Linked DNA regions of Pan troglodytes: regions 1 and 2 are each linked to region 3. Evidence: chromatin contacts called from public Hi-C data. All regions are on one chromosome and are shown on one strand. Each heading gives the region's core, a stretch centred on a gene start, on an enhancer-like site or on the middle of the called end of the contact. The rest is flanking DNA. Distances are from core to core; before and after follow the strand shown.

Region 1 (2,793 bases), core at 68-2,567, 430 kb before region 3:
CTGTTCTCTTTCTTCTTTTTTGAGGCAGGATCTTTTGCTTTATTGTCCAGGTTGGAGTGCAGTGGCATGATCATGGCTCACTGCAGCCTCAGCCTCCTGGGCTCAAGCAATCCTCCCACCTCAGCTTCCTGAGTAGCTGAGACCATGCCTGGCTAATTTTTAAGTTTTTTTGTAGAGACGAGGTCTCACTGTGTTGCCCAGGCTGGTCTTGAACTCCTGGGCTCAAGCAATTCTCCCACCTCAGCCTCCCGAAGCACTGGGATTATAGGTGTGAGCCACTGTGTCTGGCCTGCTCTCTTTCTTAAGGAGAAGGCTTCTGATATTTTTTGGTCAACTGGATGCAGAAAGCCTGTTCCCCATGGACAACCCTTGAGGGGGTCAGAATGTCAGCAGAAGGGAAAGGATGGCTTTCCAAGAGTGTTCTGTGCTTGGGCATAACTGTCTCTTGTGTCCTGCTCCTGAGAGCCATGAGACTAAGGGCATGGGACAGAGGCAGTGACTGAACTGGGCTTGAGAATACCTTTGTTTGCTGGGCCTGTTTTCCTACCAAGAGCCTGTCAGCCCGGGTTTTGGAAAGCCAATCCAGGAGAATACGGGAGGTTGCAGGCAGCTCTGACCAGCCTGTCTCTCCCCACCCCTTGTTTCAGACCTCTCCAGAGTCCGATGTCCTTCTGCACAAGTCCTTGTTGTCCAGTCTGTGGCCCAAACACCCACAGGGCATGGTGGAGGCCTGAGACAGTGCTGGTTTTGCTGGGGCCATCAGAAAAGCTTACGAAGCAGGCTTGGCCATTGGCTGGAAGTCACTGGCCCCTGCTGGGCTCATGCAATACTCATGGAACTGGTGTGGGCTCCTGCGGGTTCCCTATGAGCAATGCCTCACCCATTTAAAGCTCATCAAAGGACTTGTTCAATATCCTGGGTCCCTTTCTGTTCATTTTTTCTCCCCCCGTGCCGTCCTCCTTCCACTCTCCCCGACCACCCCTCCTCTTTTTAAGCTCTTGGCACAAAGTAGCTATGAAGACTCTGAGACCTGGACCATCCCAAGGCTGTAGCTTTCTTCAAGCCTGGCGGGCTCTGTTGTGGTGAAAAGTCTGAAGGCTTTTTCTTTTCCAGGTAAGCTGGGGAGAGGGTTTGAAGAGCACTGTGAAATTATGACTGTTTCTTCTTTATTTTCTTTTCCCTCTCTGGGCCTAAGACACCAGATTTTTTTTTTTTTTACAGTACATTTTGGCAGGCCCCATTTTTTTTCTGACAGAAAAAAATAACAGGCATATTTTGGGCGATTACTCAACTGGGGTCCTTTGTGACAGGATATGCTGCTGCGTGACTAATGGAGCTGGCTTTCTCCTGGCTTCCTTCCCCTTTCAGAGCTCTTGTTTACTGCCCTATACAAAAAAAAAAAAAAAGCCATAAGCTACAGATTTTTATTAAAAAAAAAAAGCCTTGTGAGATACTCAAAGGCAATAAATCCTTCAGAGATTCCATTTCCAGGGCTGCAAACTCCCCGCCCTCTCCCCACTTTTTCTTTTCAGTGCTCAAGATTCACGACATGCGAATCTTCTTCCACCCCCACGTCCCTGCTTTCTTCCTAACATATGTCCAGCAGATCGTGGGGGGCGGGGAGGGCGGGGGAAGGGGAGCAGGATGGGAACCATATTTATGGTGCTTAACTCAGCAATTGCTAAAGGAAGAAATAATGACTTCCAGGGGGCTCTGGGCCTTTTTTCCAAGGCCTTTGTGTTTTCATAATCTATGACAATTTTGTGGTGTAAGCAAAAGTTATTACAAAACATGGAACCAGCCTAATGAGGAAGGTTATGTTCTAAACCAGGAGGGACTATCTCTTTATAGAGGAAATTCAAATTTGGCTGGCTTTGGAATTCGGAATCCCTGGGCTTTCCAGAGAACTTTTGGGAGAGACTCTCTCGAGCTTGGCGTGTCTGACAACTGGAACTGGCCTTTCAGTTTTTCTAGAGATCAGATGGTTTGTTATTTCAAAAGGTGTCTGGCCTATGGATGGGAAAAGTTGACTAGCTAGTTAGGTTTACCGGAGACAGATTGGTGTAGATAGGGCACCAGACTTGTGGCCAGGCGATGGGTTTGAGTCTCAGTTGTAATCTGGAGCAAGTCATTTAATATCTGTAGGTCTCAGTTGCTTTGGTGTTAAAATTGGGATTGTGTCCCCTTCCCTCTAGGCTGCTGACAAAAAAAAGTGAGATGACATAAGTTTAAGGCACAGTGGGAATTCTTTTTTTTAATGTTAATATTTTTGGGGGTACGAGTGGTTTTTGGTTACATGGATAAGTTCTTCAGTGGTGATTTCTGCGATTTTGATGCTCCCATCACCCAAGCAGTGTACACGGTGCCCAAGGTGTAATCTTTTATCCCTCACCCCACTCCCAACCTGCTCCACTCCCCAGTCCCCAAAGTCCACTGTATCTTTCATATGTATGGCATGTATGCATTCTTGACAATTAAAGAAGTATGCAGTGATCCCTTCTAATGCTTCTTCATGCAAAGGGCTGGCTCACACTTTCAACAGAGGAGAGAGGCTGAGAACTACAAAGCCTACTGATGAACAGGAGGGAGATTATTTATACAGTGGCCCAGGACACGATATTACACAGGTGTTTGGGAGGCTGGTTTTGCTTCCAAGTTTGCCCACTCCCTGGTCATCTTCCAGGCAGGTCTTAGAATCATAACTTTGATCACATTCCTTCCCTACCCAGGAAACTCTCTTGTCAAACCCAGACAAAAGGCACCTGCTTGCTCCATCTTGCCTGCCTTTTCTTC
Region 2 (2,700 bases), core at 25-2,524, 330 kb before region 3:
TGGAGGGGAGGGAGAGAGGAGTTTGGTGATTTGAAAGCAGCTGGACAAAGGACTTGAAACAGAATACTAGGTGCTTCTGGGAGGCCCCTAGAAGCAGAAGTGACTTGACTGTAGACCCTTGAATTTTCAAGGTGAGGCCATGTGTGCAAAGGAAAATTGGTGGTGTCGTCACCAACATGGAGAGTCAAGAGAGCTGAATCTGGCATCAGTGACTGCCAGGAGACCCTTCTGGGCCCTACTGTGTGTCCTACCTCTTTACTCTGCACAGAACCATGGAAGGGGCCAGAGAAGAGGCTACTAAGGGTGGATGGGTAAGGCCAAGCAACTTATCCAGGTCCACACAGTGAGCTAGAGGGAAAGCAAGCCTATGACCCAGCCCCCTGAACCCTTGATACTTCCAGAGAGCTAGGTCTTGGGAAGGTCGAATGACACACCCATTAGCTATCCCTTGAGCATGCTTTCCTCCTTTGTCTTGTCACCTCTCTGTCTGCCACGTGTTGGAAGGCACATGGATCTGGGCAGGGTACCTGAGTCCAGACCACTTTCCCTGAAATTCCCTTCTGGATTTTGGGCTTCACCTTCCTGTGATCTATTCCTTCCAACTTGGTCTCCTTTATATCATTATAAGGGCCCTTTGCCTGTGAGTCAATATATCCTTCAAGGAGAGAGGTTATCCAAAGACATTCAGGACCTGGGGCTCAGGTGTGAAGTGTTGTCTGTTGTCTCTTTGCTTTACACTAATTGCATAGGAAGTCATGTGTGAGGTGGGCCGGCAGATTCTGAAACCTCCATGAAAGCTGCCATGTCATATCATCCATGGCGGGGAAATTACTTTCTTTCTCCTTTTTTTGTTTTTGTTTTTTTGAGATGGAGTTTCCCTCTTGTTGCCCAAGCTGGAGTACAATGGTGCAATCTCCGTTCACTGCAACCTCCACCTCCCGGGTTCAAGCGATTCTCTTGCCTCAGCCTCCCGAGTAGCTGGGATTACAGGTGCATGCCACCACGCCCAGCCAATAGAAAAGGGGTTTCACCATGTTAGCCAGGTTGGTCTCGAACTCCTGACCTCAAGTGATCTGCCCACCTCAGCCTCCCAAAGTGCTGAGATTACAGGCATGAGCCACCGCGCCCAGCCATTACGTTCTTTATCTTTGCTTTTCTTTGCTTTCACTTCTGTTAGCAACGAGTTTCAACAGCCATTGCCACATAGTGTTGCATAGGCAGCAACGTGTTCGACAATGTGCTGTTGACAAGCACATACCACAGAATCAGGAAGACCAGTAAGTATTTCAGGAATTTGCCTGATGGAAATGACTCAAGTCTGGGGCCAGCTTGAAATCCTATAAAGCAGTAAGGACACCCACCATTCTCCCTGATTTGAACCTACCCTTGAGGACATGTCTGACTCCATTCATTCATTTAATAAGTACTTATTGAGCACGTACACCACGGCAGGCAGGATTCTAAGTGCCGGGGATACAACTTTGAGAAAATAGACCAAGTCCCTGCCTTTAACTGTGTGTGCGTGTGTGATGAGAGAGGTGATAAACACAAATGTATCTGGTAACAATAAGTGCTATATAGAAAAATAAAGCAGGGGCTGGGTGCGCTGGGAGGCCGTGGTGGGTGGATCACGAGGACCAGAGTGGGATCCAGGCTCAGTTGTGAGGAAGGTCTGAAGTGAAGGGTGCATGTTGAACCCTGGCTCATGGCTTGTGATTGAGAACACCATGCAGTGACCAGCCTAGGATTCCATTTTTTTTCTTTTTACATAAAATCAGATGAATAATGAGTAAAAGCACATGAATAATTTTACATTTGACTGTGGAAGCATCTAAACTAAAGGAGGGAGAGAGGGTTGTTCTTGGTTATTCCTTTTTGAGGCTGGGCCTTCATCTTCAAAACCTTCATCTTCAAAATGATTAAAATTGTAGACAAGGCCACAGGATGAGAAGGGTCCAGTGGCTTGGCTCTAGTTATCCTAGGGAGGGGCAGTTCCTTGGGTTTCCATGAACTCAGAACGTGCAAACCTAGTATTGCCTCCCAACTCTCTCCCGGACCCATGTGTCTCCTTTTGAGTTACAGTAATAATGGAGAACAACTGGGCGCTCTGTTTTTAGGCTAAAGGTCAAGACCAGAAAAGACTTGGAACCGAACTGGAAATTCTGCTTCCTTCCCCATAACTCCCTGTCAGCTTGTAAGCACCTTCTGTTCATCCAAGTTTTGGAGAAGACATTGGTCTTGTGTTCTGACAGACCCTGGCCTCCCAAGCTTGCTTTCCAGGGAATCTCAGCAAACCACAAACGGAATGCCCCTGTTGGTTCCGCTTTTATCTACCATTTTTTCCCTAAATAAAACACAATGAAATATTTTATCTTGATCTTGAAATACTTGCACACCAGGACCTGCTGTAGAAGATCCCAAGGTAACAGAAAGTTCATCAAAGAGCACAGACTCTGAGTCAAGAGGTGGAACACCCAAGCTAGGTTCACCTCTGATCCCTTCCTTACTAACATCATGCCCCTGCGTGAGTCCAAACCATTTCTTGCCTCCAGTGCAGCCAAATGACAGAGGTCAGAAGGGTACCACTGATCTGATTGTTAAGAGGCAAAGATGACTCATACCCTAGAAGCTCTAAAGTACCAAGGCCTGGGTCCATCCCTAAGACTGTTTCCCTGCATTCCCCAGGGCTGGCATGCCTGG
Region 3 (2,700 bases), core at 99-2,598:
AGTAAGAAAATTAAGCTTCTTGACTCAGAAACAAATATAGAAACAAGCCATGACTCATTTTTACCATCATTCTATTCCAGAAACTTAAAAGCATAGCCTGCATAGTGAAGATCCACATAAAAATGCAGGCACATTTGCTGCAGTGCTAAGAGCAGAAGATATCAATTAATTAGAGAAGTGTGAAAATAAAGACAGGACAAATGAGGGGGGCTGGTAGGGAGACAGGAAGAAGGAGTGACAAACAACAGCAAAAATATCTTAAATAAATAATTCAGAATGGATGCTAAATACAAAAGTGGGAGCCAAGCCAGACTAAAGTTCAGATGCATCTAGGGTTACTTTGTGCAACACATTTATTCACTAAAGCGCCAAAGCAGCTATTAGAGGAAACAATAAAGAGGCCCTCTCCCCTGGAAATTTGAGTCCTGCTTTGGAATTTTTATGACATTTCTTCCTTAACAAACAAGAAGGTCTCACCACCTTCCCCTGGCTTCAAAGCCTCACTATGGCGGTGGCCTGAGATTAATATCCTTGGTCTGATTTATATATGTTGTTTGAGGTATTTTCAAAAGTCATGTAGTTTATGAAAGAATTGCAGCTCTAGCAGGCACACAAATAAACAAGACCCCCATATCTCTAATCCTACAGGATTGCCCTGATTACCATGACTCACTTGGTCATTTCAACAATGCCCTTTCATGTCACCAGGGCTGTGTGTGCAAAATTAGGACACTACCTGGACCTCCAGCTAAACACTAAAAAATACTCTAGGATTCCCAGTCGGAAAGTGGTGAGGGTGTGATGTAAGTATGTGTGTAAAACTATAGTCCAGTTAGTTTTTGTTTTATATAACAAGTGGGTTCCTGAAAAGTCAAGATTTAAGTACTTTTTTTTGTAGATTAAAACATTTACAATTCACATCAGAAGCTCACTATTTAATGTAATCCGATTGTGGTTCCAGTTACAAAGAATGCTTTTGTAATTAAAATACAATCCTTTTGTTTGATCGATTTTATACATTCAGACTTGGTTTTACAGGAGTTTCTTAATGTAGGGTATACTTAGAGTATTATTACTAGTTGGTAAGTATTGTTTTGTTTTAATGCTATTCTTTTCTTTTTCAGCAAAAATCCAAAGAAGTATTTCCACAGCCCAAGTTCATACTCTTCACAACATGAAAGACAGAACTTGCTCTGCTTTATTTAGCTTAGTGTGTCCTGTGGCATGTGAGGCATCCAGGGTAGCAGACACCAGCAAATTGCTAGGAAGAAACTGAGAGGCAATGCCCCACCGACTGCACGGCAGTATTTCCAAACCGGTGACAGAGCTGAACCAGGATCAGACTGCTCTTTAAAAACACCTGTTCTGTAAACCTGAGTTAGTGAGGGCAGCATCTTCCAACTGACTCAGCCCAGCCACTGCTGCCCCTCTGCCAGAGGGCCTGGTGCCATTCGGGCAAGGACTCAGGTGCCTTACCCCCAGACCCTTCATGACCCACTGGCACACAAAGGCGAGGGTGCCAGCACCAATGGGCACATCCATCCCAATCTGCCATTTCAAAGCAGCTGCCTGCAGGCTGTGTCCGCCCTCTGCTAGCAGAGTGCAATGGGGCAGAGAAATTAAAATCAAGGGGAGCTGGGGAAAAAAGAAAGATGGAAATCTTAAAGACAGTATCTTGGAAGCATATGTTTTAGAATCACTGCAGCCAGTTCCCTGTCAAGAAAATATTGGCCTTGTTGGTTGGTCCAATCTCATGTAGCCACAGATGGTTTTATGCCTCACTATTCAGATACCCACTCCCCAGAGTAGTGAGAAACAAAGGATGTGGTGCTTTGTGGTGTAGTTACTCTGCCACCTAGTGTTACATGTAAAAACAAACAAATAAATTTAAAAAAAAAAGGCTATGTTAGAAGAGTAAAAGTAGAATCATGAACTTCACTAAACTGCATTTTTTTTTTCTTTCCAAACGTGAAGATCCTCCACGTACAGTGGCAGCCTGGGGAGGCATTGCCAACAATTACAACAGCCCTTCTCATTTGAATTGAATGGAAGGCCAAAGAGCATGAGGTCTGAAGTTTAGGATGTGAAGGAGAAAAGAACATAACCTCAAAAACCCAATTTTAATGATATTTAAAAGGCCTATTCCCTCCAGGTAAGGTAAATACCATGAATACAATAATACAAACTGGAACTGGACAAGGAAAGTACAGTTTCTGTCCTGAAGAAGAGAGGAAAGAGTAAACAGAAAAAATGTGGATTGCTTTTTAAAGTATTATTACTTCTGCAACTAACGCATTATGAAGAAATAAAATGAGCTATGGGTTTGGGGTGAAGGTCTGAGTGTGAGTCCCAATTCAGTAGCTTCCTCGCTGTGCTGGTGAGTTGTGCAGTATCTCTGAGCTTCGATTCGGTGTTCTGGAAAACAGCTGTACACTTACACACACATTCTTCCTCCTTTTACAACACTGTCCTGAGGATCAATTAGAAATGTACATGAAGGCATTTTGTAACTATAAAGCGCTTTGCAGCACCCTGAAGACCATTTCCCTCACTATATTGTTCTCTTTTTGCAGTTATGTCTGCCATTTATATGTATATGGCTTTCTGTATTTAACTTGTCCTGGAGTGCTAGTGATCATTCTTAAATAAGTGCTTTCAGGATTAAAAGAAGTATTAAATAGGAAAATGTGCAAGTATGTC

The links. A called contact is a pair of places that touch in the nucleus more often than the background predicts.
Region 1: a Hi-C map of stem cell-derived neural progenitor cells shows a contact between it and region 3, with 10 times the contacts expected there. The contact joins two enhancer-like sites. A contact is called at or near these places in 3 of 7 Hi-C or Micro-C datasets (blood, induced pluripotent stem cells and stem cell-derived neural progenitor cells).
Region 2: a contact with region 3 is called in a Hi-C map of stem cell-derived neural progenitor cells, with 3 times the contacts expected there. The contact joins two enhancer-like sites. A contact is called at or near these places in 2 of 7 Hi-C or Micro-C datasets (blood and stem cell-derived neural progenitor cells) and 1 of 1 other capture datasets (stem cell-derived neural stem cells).

The regions. Positions count from the first base shown.
Region 1 is chr15:66,663,060-66,665,852 of NHGRI_mPanTro3-v2.0_pri, reverse strand. All of the region lies in intron 10 of RAD51B (RAD51 paralog B), which reads right to left. Among named protein-coding and RNA genes, the nearest start is that of ZFP36L1, 110 kb to the left of the region's middle. Within about 2 kb of position 1,317, at least 7 of the 24 cell types and tissues checked have an H3K27ac peak or open chromatin away from gene starts, as enhancers often do. A contact at or near this core is called in stem cell-derived neural progenitor cells, where this site is marked.
Region 2 is chr15:66,557,760-66,560,459 of NHGRI_mPanTro3-v2.0_pri, reverse strand. The region is part of intron 10 of RAD51B (RAD51 paralog B); the gene reads right to left. Among named protein-coding and RNA genes, the nearest start is that of ZFP36L1, 220 kb to the left of the region's middle. Within about 2 kb of position 1,274, at least 4 of the 24 cell types and tissues checked have an H3K27ac peak or open chromatin away from gene starts, as enhancers often do. A contact at or near this core is called in stem cell-derived neural progenitor cells, where this site is marked.
Region 3 is chr15:66,231,894-66,234,593 of NHGRI_mPanTro3-v2.0_pri, reverse strand. All of the region lies in intron 7 of RAD51B (RAD51 paralog B), which reads right to left. Among named protein-coding and RNA genes, the nearest start is that of RAD51B, 430 kb to the right of the region's middle. Within about 2 kb of position 1,348, at least 8 of the 24 cell types and tissues checked have an H3K27ac peak or open chromatin away from gene starts, as enhancers often do. A contact at or near this core is called in stem cell-derived neural progenitor cells, where this site is marked.